2 separate regions of the Mus musculus genome follow, and region 2 is linked to region 1. The links are chromatin contacts, called in public Hi-C maps. All regions are on one chromosome and are shown on one strand. Each heading gives the region's core, a stretch centred on a gene start, on an enhancer-like site or on the middle of the called end of the contact. The rest is flanking DNA. Distances are from core to core; before and after follow the strand shown. Region 1 overlaps Lrrc72 (leucine rich repeat containing 72). Region 2 overlaps Crppa (CDP-L-ribitol pyrophosphorylase A).

Region 1 (4,788 bases), core at 871-3,370:
GTGGGTGGATATGGGGGACTTTTGGTATAGCATTGGAAATGTAAATGAGTTAAATACCTAATAAAAAATGGAAAAAAAAAAAATAAAAGAAGGGGGAGGGGCCCAATTCCCGCCAAATAATCTTGGGATCCAGTAGCAGGGTAATCATGTGCTGGCTCCAAACAGCAAAGCCGCACGTTCCAGCAGTGGGCGTGGCAGACCAATTGAGCTGGAAGCTCCACCCCTGAGCAAGCAGGTTTCAGGCTGGGGGAGGAGAGACTACAGAATAGGGCAAAACAAACAAGAAAAAGAGCTCAGGAAACAGACATGCAGAGACTCTCTCGTTTGTAGTCAGGCATCCCATAACAACAGAAAGCAGAAGTCATGATATATACACAAAGAACTGTGTGGTAAAAAAAAAAAAAAAAAAAAAAAAAAAAAAAAAGATTTAAAAAAAAATTTAAAAAAAAAAAAAAAACCTTGGTATGCCTCTATTGTGGGGCATGTGGCCTACCCTTAAGAGGTTTGTTTCCCCAGTGAGACTCCCTTGGAGACAAGAAGTTTACCTTTTTCAAATGGGTGGAGATATTAGGGATGGGGCCTGGTGTTCACTTCCTTCACATAGGACTCCATCTGATGCAGGCCCTCTTTGTGCTGCCTTATTTTCATTGTGTTGTTGGTCACATGGGAATTCCTAAACCACTGCAGCTGTCAATAGCTCTCCACAAACTGATGGAAAGGCACATGCTTACACACTCAGTAAACACAGAGGTGTCAAGCTCGTGCCTACCTAGAGCCTTCATTTCTACTGGCTAGGGTTCTTCGTACCAGAAAGTATTCTACATGCTTCTGGAGAAGAAACATAAAACAACAGCCTAGCTACCAACCTGCAGTGGACCTACAGTGGTGTCCTGCCTGCAAGATAGGCTATGGTGGCACAATGCTTGTGAGAGTAATCAACTAATATTTGATTTGACTTAAGGCCAGTTCCAGAAGATGGAACCCATACCCAGCACTGCTTACGTTACCAAGAACCTGAGACTAGGCAGCCCAGGGACCTAGGGTAAATCTGAATACTAGTGTTTCTACTAAAGGAACTTAGCAATAAAATGACTCCTGATGCCATACACCTATGTTCCTAGATCAGTGCCTTGCTTAGTCCTCATCAGAGAAGCTTCCTCTTGCAGTAGGTGGGAACAAATTCAGAGACCCACAGCCAGACAATGGACAGAGAGCTAGAGACCTTGATACACTCAGGCCTGAACAGGATAACTCCACCAAATTCCTCCTCTTAAGACTCTTAAGATTTAGTCTACCACTGAACACTGGACACCACACAACACTTTTTTTTTTTTTTTTTTTTGGTTTTTCGAGACAGGGTTTCTCTGTATAGCCCTGGCTGTCCTGGAACTCACTTTGTAGACCAGGCTGGCCTCGAACTCAGAAATCCACCTGCCTCTGCCTCCTGAGTGCTGGGATTAAAGGCGTGCACCACCACTGCCTGGCTAACACTCTTAACCACGATATCAAACACCTACACACAGATGCACAAATCGTTGCTTTTCCTCATCCCATCTGACCTTCCCCCCCCCCCCCTGACTTAGGAACCACACCTGAATGTTCGGACTCAGACCAGACACAGGGTATCAAGTGCTAATAGACTATTTCAGCTGTCAGGTCTCGCCCTCTATGATGTCAGCCCACAATTCCAGTGTGCCTGTATTCTCTGAGCATAGAGGAAAGGGAGAAAGGCCACTGTCTTGTGTGAGCTTCTGACAGACCTTTTAAGTTAAGGAAACCAGCAATGATAAAATGTTTTTTTTTGTTGTTGTTGTTGTTGGTTTTTTTTTTTTTTTTTCCCCACTTGGCACTAGACAATTGGTAAAGGCTGCCTAGTTTCTTTTTTTCTCCAGCATTGGACTTCTGGCAAGGCCGAGCCAACATCATTAGCCTCCACCCTGATCTGGCAAATGTCCCAGAGATGTGAAAGCAGTGTACTGGCTAGCTGAATTATGAGGGGCTGCTGTGTGTCAAAGGGAAAGGCAGAGCTGTCACCATGGCAACAACACCCAGCTGTCTTGGGACAGACAGTGCAAGAAGCCACACACAAAGTGTTCATCCTCCGTGACTGCGTTTGTATGACTTTCACAATCAAACACGACCAGTTTGCTCTCTAGATGTCAGGAGAGTGGTTAGTATGGAAGTGTGGGCGGTGCCTGCTAACAGGAAAAGGGGGCTTTTAGAGAGTTGGTCACCCTTTACGACTTGATCATAGCGTCAGTTACATAACCTTGTATATTTTTGGGGAAAGGTTTTGAGTTTTACACTTAGAATTCGCATACAGTCCTATATCCATGAGTGTAGAGAGAATCTCTAATAAGCATCACCTGTCAATAAAAAGGTTTATGGCCAATGAGCTGAGGCAGAAGGAAGTACGAAGATATCCCATGGGGATAGAGAGAATTCTGGAATTAGTGTCAGTGGTATGAGAGATTCACCCCAGAATGCTAAGGAGACGTATAAACCAGCAGGAAAATGAATTCAGGTGAAAATAAAAAGGGAGATTTGCGCGCACACACACACACACACACACACACCAGAATTTCTAGGAGACAGATGTAAAAAGGAGAAGAAACCAGCCATGCAGTTGAACCTAGGTTAGAATAAAAGGGGTAATAAGTTAAGAGCAAGTCGGACAACGAGCAGAAGTGTATGAGCTAGGCAGTTAATAATAAGTAATCTCAGAGTCATTACTGTTGAGAAGTGAGTGGCTGGGAGGAAAAAAATGGCTTTATTTTTTATACGTGGGTAACTCATATACAATTTTTACATTATGAAACATTTTTCACTACTGACTCTTCTATTTTAAAAATTCGGGTAGCAACAAATGTACACGGAGCTAAATCGAGGGAGTGTTCTAACGAGTGAGCGAACAGCACCGGGAGTTTCCGGAAGTGCTCGTTACCGCAGGGAAATCATGAGCATCTCAGCGGCCGAGCTCTTTTTCTTCTGGTCATACTTTTCACTTCGTGTTAGAACGGTGTTCCAGTTCATGCTGGTGAACGTCATCAGGGATCTCTTCGTGGATCTTACAAACACAGCATCTTCTGGGTCATCAAACAGTGTCCTGAGAAGGTAGCAGTTACGTCAAAAACAAGCGTCTGGCCAGCGTGACTTCCTGTGCGAGTGTCTGCGTGTGTGTGTGTGTGTGTGTGTGTGTGTGTGTGTGTGTGTGTGTGTGTGGAGTGTGGTGACCAGGACCATATACTTCCTAGGGAAGTGTTTTATTTACCTCTGGAGCACACCTAAAGCCCTGAAGTTTTTATTTAAATGAATAAATCGCATAATTTCTCACCAAAATTGTGAACTTTACTGACATGGCTTTCAGGCCAGGGGACACAACTTTTATTGTGTACGTGGTTTATTTGTAAAGTGGAGCGTCTGGGTATATTTCAGGATCTATTATAAAAGTCTCACATGCTCATGTATTCCTAGTGGAAAATTGTTAAAAGACGAGCTGGAAATACTTTCTGGTATCATGCATATTGATATTGTAAACCTTTTATTTGAAGTTATTTTTTTTACATATCTTTTATGTTATGAGAATATTTTTTAACATTGAATCTAAAGAAAACACTCATACTTAGAAAAGTAATGGTTTTAAAGTTCATTAGTATTCATGAATTTGAAATGTCCTCTGTAGAATTAATGAACTATTTGCTTTGGGAAATGTAAATTCTAGTGGATATAAAATGTTAATCTATATGATAATCAACTTTACTGAACATATTTAGAAGCAAAGCAAACAAATGAAGTTTCTCACTTGGAATAGCTAATAGTTCTTAACAAGTTTTAATGTTTTATAAATCTAATCACCTGCTCACTTACTCAAGGTTATAATAATCACATTAAAAGCCTGAACTTGCCAAATATGAACACATAGCTGGAACTCATTTGTCAAAGAAAAACAACCATTTTTCTATTGATTGAAAGGCTAATGGCTTTTAATTAATTAAAATCTTTTTTAGAAGATAGGGGTAATTTAGAAATGAGACAATTATAAAACAGTCTGTCAATAAGAGGAAAGAAGTAAAAAACAAACAAAAAACCACTTACTTGTCAACATTATCCCCAAATGCAAAATCTAAAAATAAAATTCCAAATTAGTATTTTTCAAACATTTGGTTGGCACTTAAACATGATGAGATTGTCAGCTTTTCAAGGAAATTGACAAAAAGGAAAAAAAAGCCTTTATAAGTTATACAAAATTGAAATTTTCCAATAGGTAAGGCATTTTGCTTTAGACTTTGGGGTAGTGTTTAATATGCGGCAAATCTCAAAGCAGTATGCTGAATCAGCTTAGCTGCCAAGGAAATCCAACTGGGTGGACTCCATTGTCCATTTTATAAGCAAGGTTCATACACAGAAGAAACTTCTGCTGAGTAGTCAGGACAAGTCTTTAAGGCCATCTCAGCCATTTGGACTCTTGGCATGAACTTCAAAGAAAGAATAAACAAATCCCAGATCACAAGACTCCATTTTCCAGAGCTTTAGTGCTGAAGGGCCAGACCCCATAGCCTGGAGCTCTCGGGGTCGGCCATGGCTTTGTTTATTCCTCTTCAGAATGTCTGGTACCACACCAAAGGCAGAACTTATCTGCACCTGTTGGATCACTAAAGCCTTCAGTGTGAGCTCCTGCCAGTCCACAAGAGAGGAGACTGCCAAGAGCCATGGCACCATGCCTTTCACAAGTGGCTGCCCAAGTCTCCGATTCTTTCTTCTGTCCCCCGGCTCTTTCCCTTTCTCTCT
Region 2 (4,788 bases), core at 1,227-3,726, 260 kb after region 1:
ATTATCTGTATCCACACATTAAAAAATTAAATACCTCTGCATTGCTAAATTAACAGCTATGGATGGGATTGCAACTCACAATGTATATTGGCTGTGCAGGCTTGTCAAGGTTTAGAATAATCTGAAAGGTTTATTTTATTTTATTCTTTGTTTTAAATGATAGATATTTGAAGGCCTTTGCAAATGCATTCTTTGTAAACACATTTAAAAATTTCTACCCGAAAAGAAATCTTGTGCTTATTTATGCACATCATTTGTGCTTTTATTTCTTATACAGTGGGGTTGTTTCTGTATCAGCCTCATATGGACCCAGTCTGAGGTTGTTTACTCAGAAGATGATCTGATCTGATGTAAGAACAAAGCCTCTTGGATAACTGTCTCATGCGACTCAAAGGAACATTGCATAATCCAAGCAGTGTTAATGTATGCAAAATGCCTCGGGTTTGATTTTGAGATGATAAATTGAATGCAGGTGTTCATTGTTTACCTAATTGTAAACTGCTCTATTTCGTTAATACTTGAATATTGTTAGCATGCTTCTCCAACGAGAGAGTGAGAAACCTGTGCATGCATGCCTTTGCTTTAGCTTTACTTTAATGTATATATTGTTCCCTGTTGGGCAAACTTCCCTGCCCTATTGCAATACCTATTTGAATGTTGTCATGGATGGAAGGGTAGAAACATTTATAATCAGATTATTTGTAGTCATGAACCATTACATCATTAGCATAAAACAATAGTTTCTAACCTTTTGGGGGATATAAAACCTCTGAAAATTAAGGAATCTTTCCCGTCTCAGAAAAATAATTGCATTATACACAATACATTTTTCAAGATTTTGAGTCCATGGTATTCATATTCCTTTACTTTATGTTAAAAAACCTGCTACAATTACGTGCCATTTTTAGGAATATGAGTGGAAGCCATTTTTATAGAGGACAATTTGGAGTATGTGCATTCACTTTCTGTTTATAGGGACCGATAGCAGACTGGACATTTATCTAATTTTGCTAACTACTTAAAAATCACTCAAGAGAACATAAATGAATACAACCTGCCATAAGTCCTTAAGATCAAGAGTAAGAAAAGTGCCAATAGCAAAAGAAAGTTAGCTAGAAAGCAGGTGAATTACTAACAGGTTCTCAGTAAATACAAAAGGACAAAATTCCCAGCAGAAGGTGGCAAGCAAAGAACTCTAAGCTTAAGAGCTGAGGACAGAGAGAAAAGCAGACGCTTATTAAAAGGAGTTTGTAAAGCAGTCAGCTCTGGGAGGAGTGTGACAAGGAGAACATCTTTGCAGTGGAGGGCTGAGGTGATTTCCAAACAGTGACAGGCAGGTCCTCTGCATACTGACTACTGACTGAGGAAGCACCTGCTCCCTCTTCCAGTAGTTAGCCTCTTAGTGGCTTCTCATTCTGTCTTTGGAATGTCTTTGTTTGGGCAGTCTGTCCAGTTTAAGAGGAAAGTCCTAAGGATACTCATCTCAGATGTCATTTCATCACAAACATCTCTACACAATCTCTCCATAGGAAGTTCTTGGAGGATTTGTTTTGGGAACATGAGTCAATTAAGAAAGAAGATTGCCTGGCATACAATGGTCTGGGTGAATGATCAAGAGATCATGAATGTCCCTAAGATGGCACATAGTGTCCTGAGAATAATACCTATGGAATTGGCAGAAAGCACAATGGTCCCTGTTGAAATGACTGGACGATTCAAAGGATGATTTTTTTTTTCATGAGTCTTAGCATATCTTGGGAATAGATGTGGGTAAGTAGCCAAGTGTGCAGTGTTAAAAGAGTTATATGCATATAGCAAGTTAACCACATAAAACAAAAGACAAGCGTTAATTACAGGGAAAACAAACTTATTCAGGAAAGTGATTTTAGCTTTATGTGTTTTATCTGTGAGAAAGTTTTGCATAGTCGATGATGTAAATGCTCAGTGTTGGTAATATCAAAACTACAATATTGAAAGGATGGGAAATGGAAAGTGTGGGTGTATATTGTGGTAGGAAAAAAGAAATATAGTTTAGCTTTATGTGTTTTATCTGTGAGAAAGTTTTGCATAGTCAATGATGTAAATGCTCAGTGTTGGTAATATCAAAACTACAATATTGAAAGGATGGGAAATGGAAAGTGTGGGTGTATATTGTGGTAGGAAAAAGAAATATAGTTTTTTTCAAAATATAATAAATAAAACAGAAAAACCGAAGGGCCACATCACAGGTACATTAATTAGAAACAGTCCTTACTTTTGTACCACTGCCATGAACCCTTCTGGGCAAAGCGTCTCATTCTCAGTTTGTGTTTGTCTGTCTGATTTGCATTGGGCAAAGGGATCTTGCTGGATGTAAGAGGCGGAGGCCGACAGTGTGCCAGCACTCTCAGGTTTGTCCTCCTGTGCTGCTGTTACCATAGTAAGAAGACAGTCTACACTTGCTGTCTACACCTGCTGTTCCTCCAGTCTAAGTCACTGGAGTAAACAGATGAGTCAGACCCCTTAGCTCTACAGCTAGAAACATGGCATGCTACAACTGTGTGATGAGTTAGTTTATTGTAACTGATCACAGATTTCCTACCTAGTTGTTAGTGGGCAAAGGTTGACGGTTACACATAGAAATAAACACTACATTAAAGTTTACAGCCAATGATGGTTGCCTGCTTGGAAGCATGGGAGACAGAATAGGGTATATGGAAATGGATGGATTGTTATCACTTAAAACATTGCAGAGATTTTTTTTTAAATTTTTAAACAGGTTCTCACAATGAACCCCTGGCTGGCCAAAGCATCCTATATAGATTATTAGGTTGGTCTCAAACTTGGAGATCTGCCTGCCTCTGCCTACTGAGAGCTGTGATTAAGATATGTAAGATGTACCATTATGCCTGACAGATTTTTGATTCTTCATAGTATGTGTACATGCATATGATAAATGTATAGATTACCAACTAAAAATGCTGATGGCAATATGGTTAATTTGTAGACCAAGTTTATAAAGAACACCTAACACTTGGATAATAGAGCAAGGAATCTGGACTCCTAGTAATAAATCTCTTCAGGCATTTAACCATGGTCTACTGGTTGATAAAGACAGTCTAAGAAAATGTAATTTTTCTAATAAAAAGCAAATGCAGCTTTCACAGGTCTTCAAGTCTCAGTGAGGTAAAAAGGAGGCCTCTGTGTGGAGAATTAAGAGGGATGATTCATTGGAGGTTCAAGGTGGAGATTGCTATTGACGTGAACATTGCGAAGGAGCTATAGGTATACGTGAAGTTTGCAGCTTTCTAACAGAAATTAGTTGTTCATATGAGGACAAGTGAGTTCCCAGTGCTAGGTTAGCCATTATCAAACTGCCAGGAGAAGAGTGGTGTGGTGGGATGGGGGAAAGGAGATTCTTGGACTTTAGTGGTGAGAATGTGACCCAAAGTAGCCATTACAGGAAACAATCTGAAGGTTCCTCAAAATCTGTCTCAGCTCTGGCAGACTGAAGAACACAGCTTCCCTTTAGGGCTTCATTTGTTGTCTTTCCCTTGCTCAAATATGTGTCTCATATCTTTCATGTTTTAGTAAAAACAATCTGTTCGTTAATATTTGGAAAAAACAGAAATTCAGATTTTTTTCATTGATTGCAGAATTCTGTACTCACTTTAAAAGAAAGGTTTTATTAAAAAATGTTCCACCTCCCTTACTATATTAACCTATATGATTATAAGTTTAGACCGGTATAGCATGTCTTTGCTACTTTGTGCATCCTGTTCACCCTTTGTCTTCCCAGTTTCACCCCCTAGATAGTAGAGAAAGGATAGAAGACAGAGAGAGAGAGAGAGAGAGAGAGAGAGAGAGAGAGAGAGAGAGAGAATGAATCCCCGAATCTAATTTCTTTCCTTTTGTTTCTTCTTTGACCGTGGCTGCTAACAAAGTACAATCACATCTATAATTGACCAACAACCACCTACCCCATCTATCAGAACTCTAGCATTTATATACACTCTGAAAATCTCCCAGAATTCCAAACATTACACAATTTCAGGAACTACTTGTAGGTGGCAAAACCCATGTCTCTGCTAGAGCACAAGGCAACTCATGTTGTAGGAAATATTAAGAAGGAACTATAACATTCTCCCACATGTGCCCTGCTACTCTCAGCCCCGGTGGTCTGGCTGATGAGAACCCAGATAAGTCTCCAAGAGAAGATAAACACTACCAAAACTTAGTTCGGAAACAATGGTAACTCAATATCTCAGCACAACAAAATAAAACCTAATTTTGTTAGCCTTAATAAATCTAAGTCCTTCAGTGGAGACACTCATAGGTACGTCTTGCCCTCACGCTATCCCCATCCAAAAAGACCCTAACTCTTTCCTGCTTCCTCTCTTCCCCTCTTCAGTTTATTTTTTATTAGATATTTTCTTTATTTATATTTCAAATGCTATCGCTAAAGTTCCCTGTACCCTCCCCCCACCCTGCTCCCCTACCCACCCACTCCCACTTCTTGGCCCTGGCGTTCCCCTGTACTGGGGCATATAAAGTTTGTAAGAACAAGGGGCCTCTCTTCCCAATGATGGCTGACTAGGCCATCTTCTGCTACATAAGAGACACGAGCTCTGGGGGTACTGGTTAGTTCATATTGTTGCTCCACCTACAAATCTTCCCCTCTTCAACCCGGAAGTCCTGCCCACTCGCCCAGTGATTGGCTCCTTTATTCATTAGGGGATTGGTTCACAAGAAGTCACCTGAGTATGATTCCTTGTCCGCAGCCTCTTCCGGGAGAGAAGAATTAGCGTC

Evidence for each region. Hi-C and Micro-C count contacts between places; a contact is called where the count stands out from the background.
Region 2: a Hi-C map of Th1 cells shows a contact between it and region 1, with 2.1 times the contacts expected there. The contact joins two enhancer-like sites. A contact is called at or near these places in 7 of 484 Hi-C or Micro-C datasets (Th1 cells, embryonic stem cells, epidermal suprabasal cells and 2 more) and 1 of 9 other capture datasets (embryonic stem cells).

The regions. Positions count from the first base shown.
Region 1 is chr12:36,205,596-36,210,383 of GRCm38.p6, forward strand. Lrrc72 (leucine rich repeat containing 72) reads right to left here. Exons shown (of 9, transcript NM_001361098.1): 8 at 4,096-4,123; 9 at 2,734-3,106. The coding sequence ends at 2,941. Among named protein-coding and RNA genes, the nearest start is that of Gm40390, 42 kb to the right of the region's middle. Within about 2 kb of position 2,121, at least 106 of the 459 cell types and tissues checked have an H3K27ac peak or open chromatin away from gene starts, as enhancers often do. A contact at or near this core is called in Th1 cells, where this site is marked.
Region 2 is chr12:36,466,520-36,471,307 of GRCm38.p6, forward strand. The region is part of intron 3 of Crppa (CDP-L-ribitol pyrophosphorylase A); the gene reads left to right. Among named protein-coding and RNA genes, the nearest start is that of Crppa, 87 kb to the left of the region's middle. Within about 2 kb of position 2,477, at least 3 of the 459 cell types and tissues checked have an H3K27ac peak or open chromatin away from gene starts, as enhancers often do. A contact at or near this core is called in Th1 cells, where this site is marked.